2 separate regions of the Hordeum vulgare genome follow, and region 1 is linked to region 2. The links are chromatin contacts, called in public Hi-C maps. All regions are on one chromosome and are shown on one strand. Each heading gives the region's core, a stretch centred on a gene start, on an enhancer-like site or on the middle of the called end of the contact. The rest is flanking DNA. Distances are from core to core; before and after follow the strand shown.

Region 1 (3,908 bases), core at 177-2,676, 180 kb after region 2:
GCTGAGCGCTTGGGATTAGTGGTTGTGTGGTGCAAGCTCTAGTTGGGCATCAAGCTGGGCCTCCAGCAGCACGAGCACACCCAGGAGAAGAGGAACAAAGCCGCCCATGACGCCAAGGAGCTTTGGGAAAACACCATCCACAACATGGAGGCGGCCAACCTGCAGTGCCATGAGGTAGGGCCCGTGCAAGGGGGTGGAGGAGAAGATCGCCCTCTGAGAGCAAGAGATCCGGGTGCACGAGGACGCACTCGCGGCACGCGAGTGGCACTACGTCGCCCGTGAGGAGGAACTGGCCAACAGGGAGGAGACGCTCACCGGCCGTGAGGGGGGCCTGGCGATTCAGGATTGTGGGCTCGTCAAGACCACCTCCGACCAGGAAGCGGAGCGGGAGCACCTCACGACCATGGAAAACCACGCGTTTGTTGATAAGGCTGCCTTCAAGAAGGCACGCGCCATGGACAATGCTCAGCTTGAGTGGAAGGAGGAAAATATCAAGGCTGATAATAATGCCCAGGTTGTGAAGGAGCGGGCAAATCTCCTGAAGGAGCATCATGGCAAGAGGAGACCTATTTAAGGCCAAGCCCGAGGAGCTCCATAAGGAGGTCACTGAGCTCAAGGAGTAGCTCCAGCAGGTTGAGGAAAACCTCCACCTTGCCCATAAGGGAAAGGAACAAGCTGAAGGGTAGTTGCAGTCGCTCTAGGCGCAGGTTGGTGACGTCTCCAAGATTGTTAAGAAGGCCCAAGATGAGGTTGCGTGGGCACAGACGATGGAGTCATAACACGCCAAGCTGTTCCTAGGGCTCGCTACGCGAGCTCATGGGGTGCTCAGCTGCTTCGTCGAGGACGTTGCAGACATGCCCATCACCAAGTACGACGGCAGCTACCCCGACTTATTCACCAAGGTGGTGGAGACATTAGAGCTGGGAGTCAGCAGGCAGGACGCCACCATTGAGGTAGGTGCCCACAAGCTCATGGACCAGGCAGCAACACGCGTCTTCAGCAACCTCATCCGCTATGAACCCGCCTTTGACCTCGCCCATGTGGTGGACCATGTGCCGGAGGAGCTCCAAAACAATCTCATGAAGGGGGTGCACGAGCACGTGGAGTCCTTGATTGAGCGATTCACGCACGTTGCTGAGCCCTCCAAAGAAGGAGGCGACCCTGAGGTGGTTGGTCCTGACAGCGAAGACGACACCTCCTCAGCCTGAGGACTTTATCTTTTTATTTCCTTCCCGCCCCACCACAGTTCACAAGGCCCCGTGGGGGCATAAAGGCAATTTATTTTTGTAATCGCACAAAGTTCCAATCTTTTATTGCTATTCTGCGATTTTCTTGTGTGATTTGCCTTCCTTTTTTACATTGCCTTTTTTGCTCTACGTCACGTGGACCCAGCCCCCGAGCATACTGACCGCCACTGGTATGTTGAGGCGTGGTCCAACAAGGCCAGTGAGGTTAACCTTCTGGCTGGCAGTAATGGCTCCTCCGGCACGATGTTAGGACGCCCCTTTGACATGCAAGCCAATCGTGCCAAGGAGAAAATAAAGGTGCTCGACAATATCACAAGGAAGAAAAGTTCAGGAAGCTCCTAGGAAATTACAAAATGTTCGGACTTAGCTTTTTTGTGATGCCTGAACCCTGAGGTGTTGCAGCTTGCTGCAAGTGCTTTGTGAGGCATTGATTCGTGATGCGTCCTCTGGGTGTCCGGCAAATGTAGAGCGGCAGACCGCCCCCACGAGGCCTTCGACGCCTTGTTCCCGCGGTGACAACCGTACTAGCATATCTTTTAAGTTGATGCGACAACACACGCTCATGAGCTCACTTATGGGTGTCATGCGAGGAGATAGAACACCAATGATCTTGGTGAGGTGATGTGCACGGGAGCAGCCCCGCATGCTAGAGCTCAGTTGCTTGGGTTTCACGGCGCTGTGAATACGGGCACCATGCCTAGCACCCGCTCGGGTGATTGTCATGAAGGAGGTCGCAAGTGCGAACCGTTCCTAAGTACAAAACAGTTATCTAACACATGAAACACTTTGCGAAAACAACTTTACTACTACACGAAAGAGTAAATTTCGCAACCAAAAAACCCTTGTTGTTGTGATGGCCACAGGTCAGCTTGAGGATGATGTGGCTAGGTCGCGCCCTCAAAGGGTGGACAAAAATGTTGTCATGCTGGACATGAGCCATCTTGAGGATTTTGTGGCTAGGTTGCGCCCTCGGGTTACATTCGTGCCATGTATGGGCATGGGGGACCCACGTGGACATGGGTGGAAGCTCTTGTGGCCTTGAGGTGATGCATGAAGAGAGGCTTTGGGGCATGTATAGCCCCTTGCGTTTGTACGTGCGAGGTCACAGATAGAACTTGTGGAGATGTTGGATATTCCATGTGTTTTATATCGAAACACCCTCCTCCATCTCCAGCTGTGCTGCGCCAGGTCAGGAAACATGGATGACCCTGAACAAGGCCTCCCACATTGGTGAGAGTGTGTGGAGTCCTTCTCTGGAGAGGATCAGTCGCAATAGAAGATCGCCAACGTCAAGATAGGGGGTGTATGTTGCGGTTGTGGTAGCAACGTAGCGCACGTTGATACCGGTCAACATGGAGATCGGACTCGCGGTATGCCTCCTCGAAGAGGAGCACATCAGTTTCCCGCCGGTCATCTTGGCGCTTCTCCTTGAAGGCCAAGACCCTCGGGGACCCATGCTTGAGCTCGATGGGGAGGACTGCTTCCGCCCCGTAGATGAGGAAGAAGTGTGTTTAGCCGATAGCCTTGGTCACTGTTGTCCAGATCGACCATAGCACAGATTGTAATTCGTCGAGACAACCTTTGACGCAGGCTATGCACTTCTGGTTGAAGCTTATTCTCTTGAGGCTCTTCAGGACCTTAGTGTTGGCACACTCAGCCTGGTCGTTGCTTCACGGGTGTGCCATGGAGGCGTAGCAAACCTACGTGTTGATGTTGGCGCAGTACGACTTGAAGAGGCCGCTGGTGAATTGCATGCCATTGTCGGTGATGATGCGGTTGGGGACGCGGAAGGAGCTGATACGTCTCCAATGTATCTATTATTTTTTATTGTTCCATGTTGCTATATTATCATTCTTGGATGTTTTACAATCATTTTATATCTTTTTTGGTACTAACCTATTGACATAGTGCCCAATGCCAGTTGTTGTTTTCTACATGTTTTTTACATCGCATGAAATTAATACCAAACGGAGTCCAAACGCAACGAACCTTTTTCGTATTTTTTGGGCTAGAAGACATCCAGTGGGCTAGGAACGCACGTGAGGGGAGATCTGATGGGAGCACAACCCACCAGGGCGTGCCTGGGGTCCCAGGCGCACCCCAGTGGGTTGTGCCCTCCTTGTTGGCCTCCCGCACCGCCTCTTTGTTCTATAAGTACCCGAATATTCCAGAAACCCTAGGAAGGGGTACGAAAATCAATTCCAAGCACCGTAGAGTCCAGAAACACCAGATCCAATCTACACACCATCACAGAGGGGTTCATCATGTCCATTGGTGCCTCTTCGATGATGCGTGAGTAGTTCTTTGTAGACCTACGTGTCCATAGTTAGTAGCTAGATGGCTTCCTCTCTCTCTCTCTCTCTGTTGATTATCAATACAATGGTCTCTTGGAAACCCATATGATGTAAGTCCTTTTGCGGGGGTGTTTGTTGGAATCCGATGAACTTTGAGTTTATCATCAGATCTATGTTTTTATCCATGAAAGTTATTTGAGTCTTCTTTGATCTCTTATATGTGTGATAGATTATAGCCTCGTATTTCTTCTCCGATGTTTGGGTTTTGTTTGGTCAACTTTATCTAATTATCTTCAAATGGAAAGAGGTGCTTTCTGATGGGTTTGATCTTACGGTGCTTGATCCCAGTAACAGAAAGGGAAACGAC
Region 2 (3,805 bases), core at 526-3,025:
CATGACATATACTAGCACATCATTTAATATGATACGGTATTATAATATGATACTTAGAGGGTGCTTGGATACGTTTTAGTCCCATGACTAAAAATAGTGAGACTAAAACTTGCTAGCCTCACCCATGCTTGGATCCAAATACTAAAGAGACTAAAATCAAGTTAATGAACATTTATTATCCTCCAAACCCTCCAATCCAGAACTTGCATGAGGAGTTAAATGAGGAGAGAGAGGACTAAGAGCAAGTACAATAAGGTACAGTCAGCAGACTGTAAGGATTAAAATACTATATTTTTGCTGAGTTGGATGAGAGAGAAGAGGAGAGAGAAGGGAAGCGGGCTCTTCGTGAAGAGTCAGCTCTAACACGTGCTCCTAGGTGCTTTGTGAGAATGAAAGGTGGGCCATATATGATAAAAGTAGTACTCTTTTGTAGCTAACTATTGTACAAGCTAGCTATAAGGTGGGCTATAAGATGGCTTATAACCAGCATTTGGCTATACTATTAACCATGCTCTAATGCACATTTTAGTAGGGGTATCTCTGATTAAAAATTTTTAGCCTCAAGACTAGTTTTAGCCTCTCTTTAGTCAGGGGTGCTTAAAACTTTAGCCTCTTAAAGAGACAAGTTTTAGTTAGATTAGTTTTAGTCTCTTGGATCCAAGCATCCTCTCAATCATCTCTTTCTTTATTTAATTCTGTGTCACCTCATCAAATACGCCTAGGTGGCATACATAATACTACTTATGATACTTCCATTACAACCAGCCTACTAGCACAGTTTCCTGTTAGGGATTACGGCCGGCGTTCGCCACACTTACCAGGTAAATCCTGAGAACCACAAGAGATACGAGGAGCAGGGTCCCAATCCCAGCAGCCAGCACAAACTTGAGCGGATCCTGCATAGCGTTGACATACATGTCACGGAGAAATGGTCACACACATCATGTATTTGTTGCACTGTTGGGAATAACATACTAGTACTTCCTCGCTCCTAAAATAAGTGTCGCTGCTTTAATATAAAATTTATACTAACTTAATACAAAATTTGCATCACTTATTTTAGGACAAAGGGAGTACATAAATTCCGCTGCTTATTATGTACTGAAATGACACTTTCGAACGGAACTGAAAATATAGGAACTGTCATACCTTTCCGGGACTGAAACTTGCGGCTGAGATTGGGGCCGCCAGAACTGTAAATGTGACCAGGCACAGGCTGCCTAGGCGCATGAAGAAGGAGCCTGGACTGAGCTCTGCCCACGAATACAAGGTGCTCTCCTTGAGAGCGGAGTACTCGTTAACCTGAGCCAATCATCCAAATTAACCAGCAAAATGAGTAGTAGTACATCTTTCATTCAGACTGCAAGGTGCATGCCCCAAGTGCAATTCTTTCTGTTCGAGACGGTAAACCATACCGGTCTTTGCTCGTATGGGACTCCGATCTCCATCCTGGGGTCCCAGCTCAGGCCGCCCCCGGCGAAGCGGCTTCGGCTGCTCTCCGGCTCCTCCTCCTTTAGCGCCATCGCCACCGCCACGCCCCTCAGCCTCTTTGTCCTCGTGGACGCTCTGCCGCCCTGCGGAAAGGCTCCGGCGAACTGCCGCGGGGATGCTGTCCCGCCATGGTCGTGCCCAAGAAGCAGCGCCACAGGCTGGACGGTGGTAATCTTCAGGCGGAGCAACATGGAAAAACTCACGCCTATTATCTTCTAGCCTACCGTACAAACGTGAGTAGAGAAGGAGCGAGAGGGCACGGCACCATGTATAGCCGTGTACCTTTTACGTGGCGCTGGTTTTTGCTTGCGGTTTTTTGTGGGTGAGGCAGTGGAGTGGTCGCGACGGGCGACGGCCAGGTCTGGAGACGCTGCCTACACGTGGTGGGATGCGCCGTGGCACGCTGCCTGCTCGTGCCGCCGTGCTATTCTACGTTATACTCACGTTCTCCTTCATGTGAGAGTTAATCACAAGAAGTATCATAATTAAGACAGTACGTGTAGATTGATATCAAGATTCCTAATTTTTTATTCAATATCAACATTATGTGACGCCGTTGCACATAACTCTATATTCGTGTTTTATATGTATTGACGCTCGAACTGACCGGTTGGTCCCACCCGTCGGGTGCCACGGTGGCCAACCGACTCGTGCCCTCGCGGTGACTAGGACGAGCCCGACCCGGTCGGCCTCTCCCCTCCTCCCCAACCGACCACTCTCCTCGCCGACGTTTTCGAGCGCCACACGCCCGTAGCAGCGCGTCGTCGCTGCCGCCATGGTTTTTGAGGACGATAGCAGCGACGACCAGTCTACCCTCCCGTACATGCACTCCTCCAACTCCTCCACCGATGGGATTTACCAGGTGAGCTCATTCGAGCTAGGGTTAGGTTAGGGTTAGAATATTTGGCGATTTTTCTATTTAGATAGCTTTTTTACTTGAGGATTTCTTTTGGTTTGGTTTGTTCCTCATCCTTTGGCAGTGGAGTGATATGTTTTAGCTTGTGCAGGTTCCAGCTTCAGTTGAGGACCCGGATTACCATGGGCTTGAGCTTGATATCATGATGTTCTGTGATAAGCACGGCAAGGCATCGATGAGGCATGTCGCATTTGAAGGCACAAACACAGGGAGAAGGTTCTTAGCATGTGCAGAGCCTGTAAGTTTCTTTCTTAGTTGATAGATTATATTGTTTGTTTACTGTAAAGAAATGATAGTGTCCTTGATGCCAGTTTCATATGCTCTTGTTGTTGAGCAAAGAACAACAAAATTTTAGAGCTCTTGTTGCTGTAAAAAAGTGCATAATTTGATAACTATAGTTGTTGTTAGAGTATTTGACGTACTTATGTTGTAATAGCTGAATTTTTGAATAGCAGAGTAATTGATGTACTTATGTTGTAATGGTTCAATTTGATCTTTAATTGCAGGAAGGTGATAATTGTGGTTTTGTTGAATGGGTTGATCAGGAGTGGTCCATAACAATGGAGAATGCATTGTTGAAGCTTTGGGCAATGTTTGAAGATACCAAGAATGGTAGGGGTGAGTGATAATCTTAAGAGTGCTCTAACTTTTCACCATCTAACAGAAGAGAAGAATAATCTGGATGCCAACTATGACAAGTTAGTTAAAGATGTGCATGGTCTGATTGATTTCCAGGAGGAAAGGGTGATTGATTTGAGTTATCTGTAGTCTAACCTAACCTATCGGCAGCAATGTAGAAGTGAAGCAGTTGCTGATATGAAAGGACAGATGGCAAAGAAAGATGAAGATCACAACCATCTAGATGAAAAATATGAACTCCTGGTTAACCTGACAAGAGCTCAAGCAGGTGTCATCCAGAACTTGAAGTTCAAGCATATGAAAGAGAAGCAACTGTACACTGAAGCTATGGAGAAATTGGAGTTGAAGAATGCAGAGCTCACAAAGTCTGAGAGAAGCTTACTCAAGAGAAGCTGGAGTTGAAGTTTCAAATTGCTGATCTATTAAAAGGAAAGGAAGTGCACAGTGAAGACAGGGGAAAGTTGGAGCTTCAGGTTGCTGAGCTGATGAGAGGAGAGGAGGAGCTCAACCAAAATAACAACAAACTGTAGAATCTGTTCAACATCACTTTGTAGCATTATAGCTCATTGTACCATAACCAGAATAACAACAAACTCTAGTTCAACATTACATGCCGAATCTTCCAGCACCACTAGCAGTGAAGTAGGCCATCCATCCAATGTGTGCACCATGAGTAGGAATAGCACTAGAAGTGGAGGCAGGAGATTGCCTAGGGGCAGTGAATGGCCTTGGAGCACCTCTGCCAGCTCCTCCTGTGCG

Evidence for each region. A called contact is a pair of places that touch in the nucleus more often than the background predicts.
Region 1: a contact with region 2 is called in a Hi-C map of leaf, with 2.3 times the contacts expected there. The contact joins the enhancer-like site here to the promoter of LOC123443753 in region 2. A contact is called at or near these places in 2 of 6 Hi-C or Micro-C datasets (leaf and seedling).

The regions. Positions count from the first base shown.
Region 1 is chr3H:327,237,280-327,241,187 of MorexV3_pseudomolecules_assembly, forward strand. No RefSeq gene overlaps it. Among protein-coding and RNA genes, the nearest start is that of LOC123443753, 180 kb to the left of the region's middle. Within about 2 kb of position 1,427, at least 3 of the 3 cell types and tissues checked have open chromatin away from gene starts, as enhancers often do. A contact at or near this core is called in leaf and seedling, where this site is marked.
Region 2 is chr3H:327,061,589-327,065,393 of MorexV3_pseudomolecules_assembly, forward strand. LOC123443753 (protein CONSERVED IN THE GREEN LINEAGE AND DIATOMS 27, chloroplastic) reads right to left here and starts at 1,776. Exons shown (of 7, transcript XM_045120275.1): 1 at 1,416-1,776; 2 at 1,150-1,302; 3 at 819-896. The coding sequence starts at 1,682.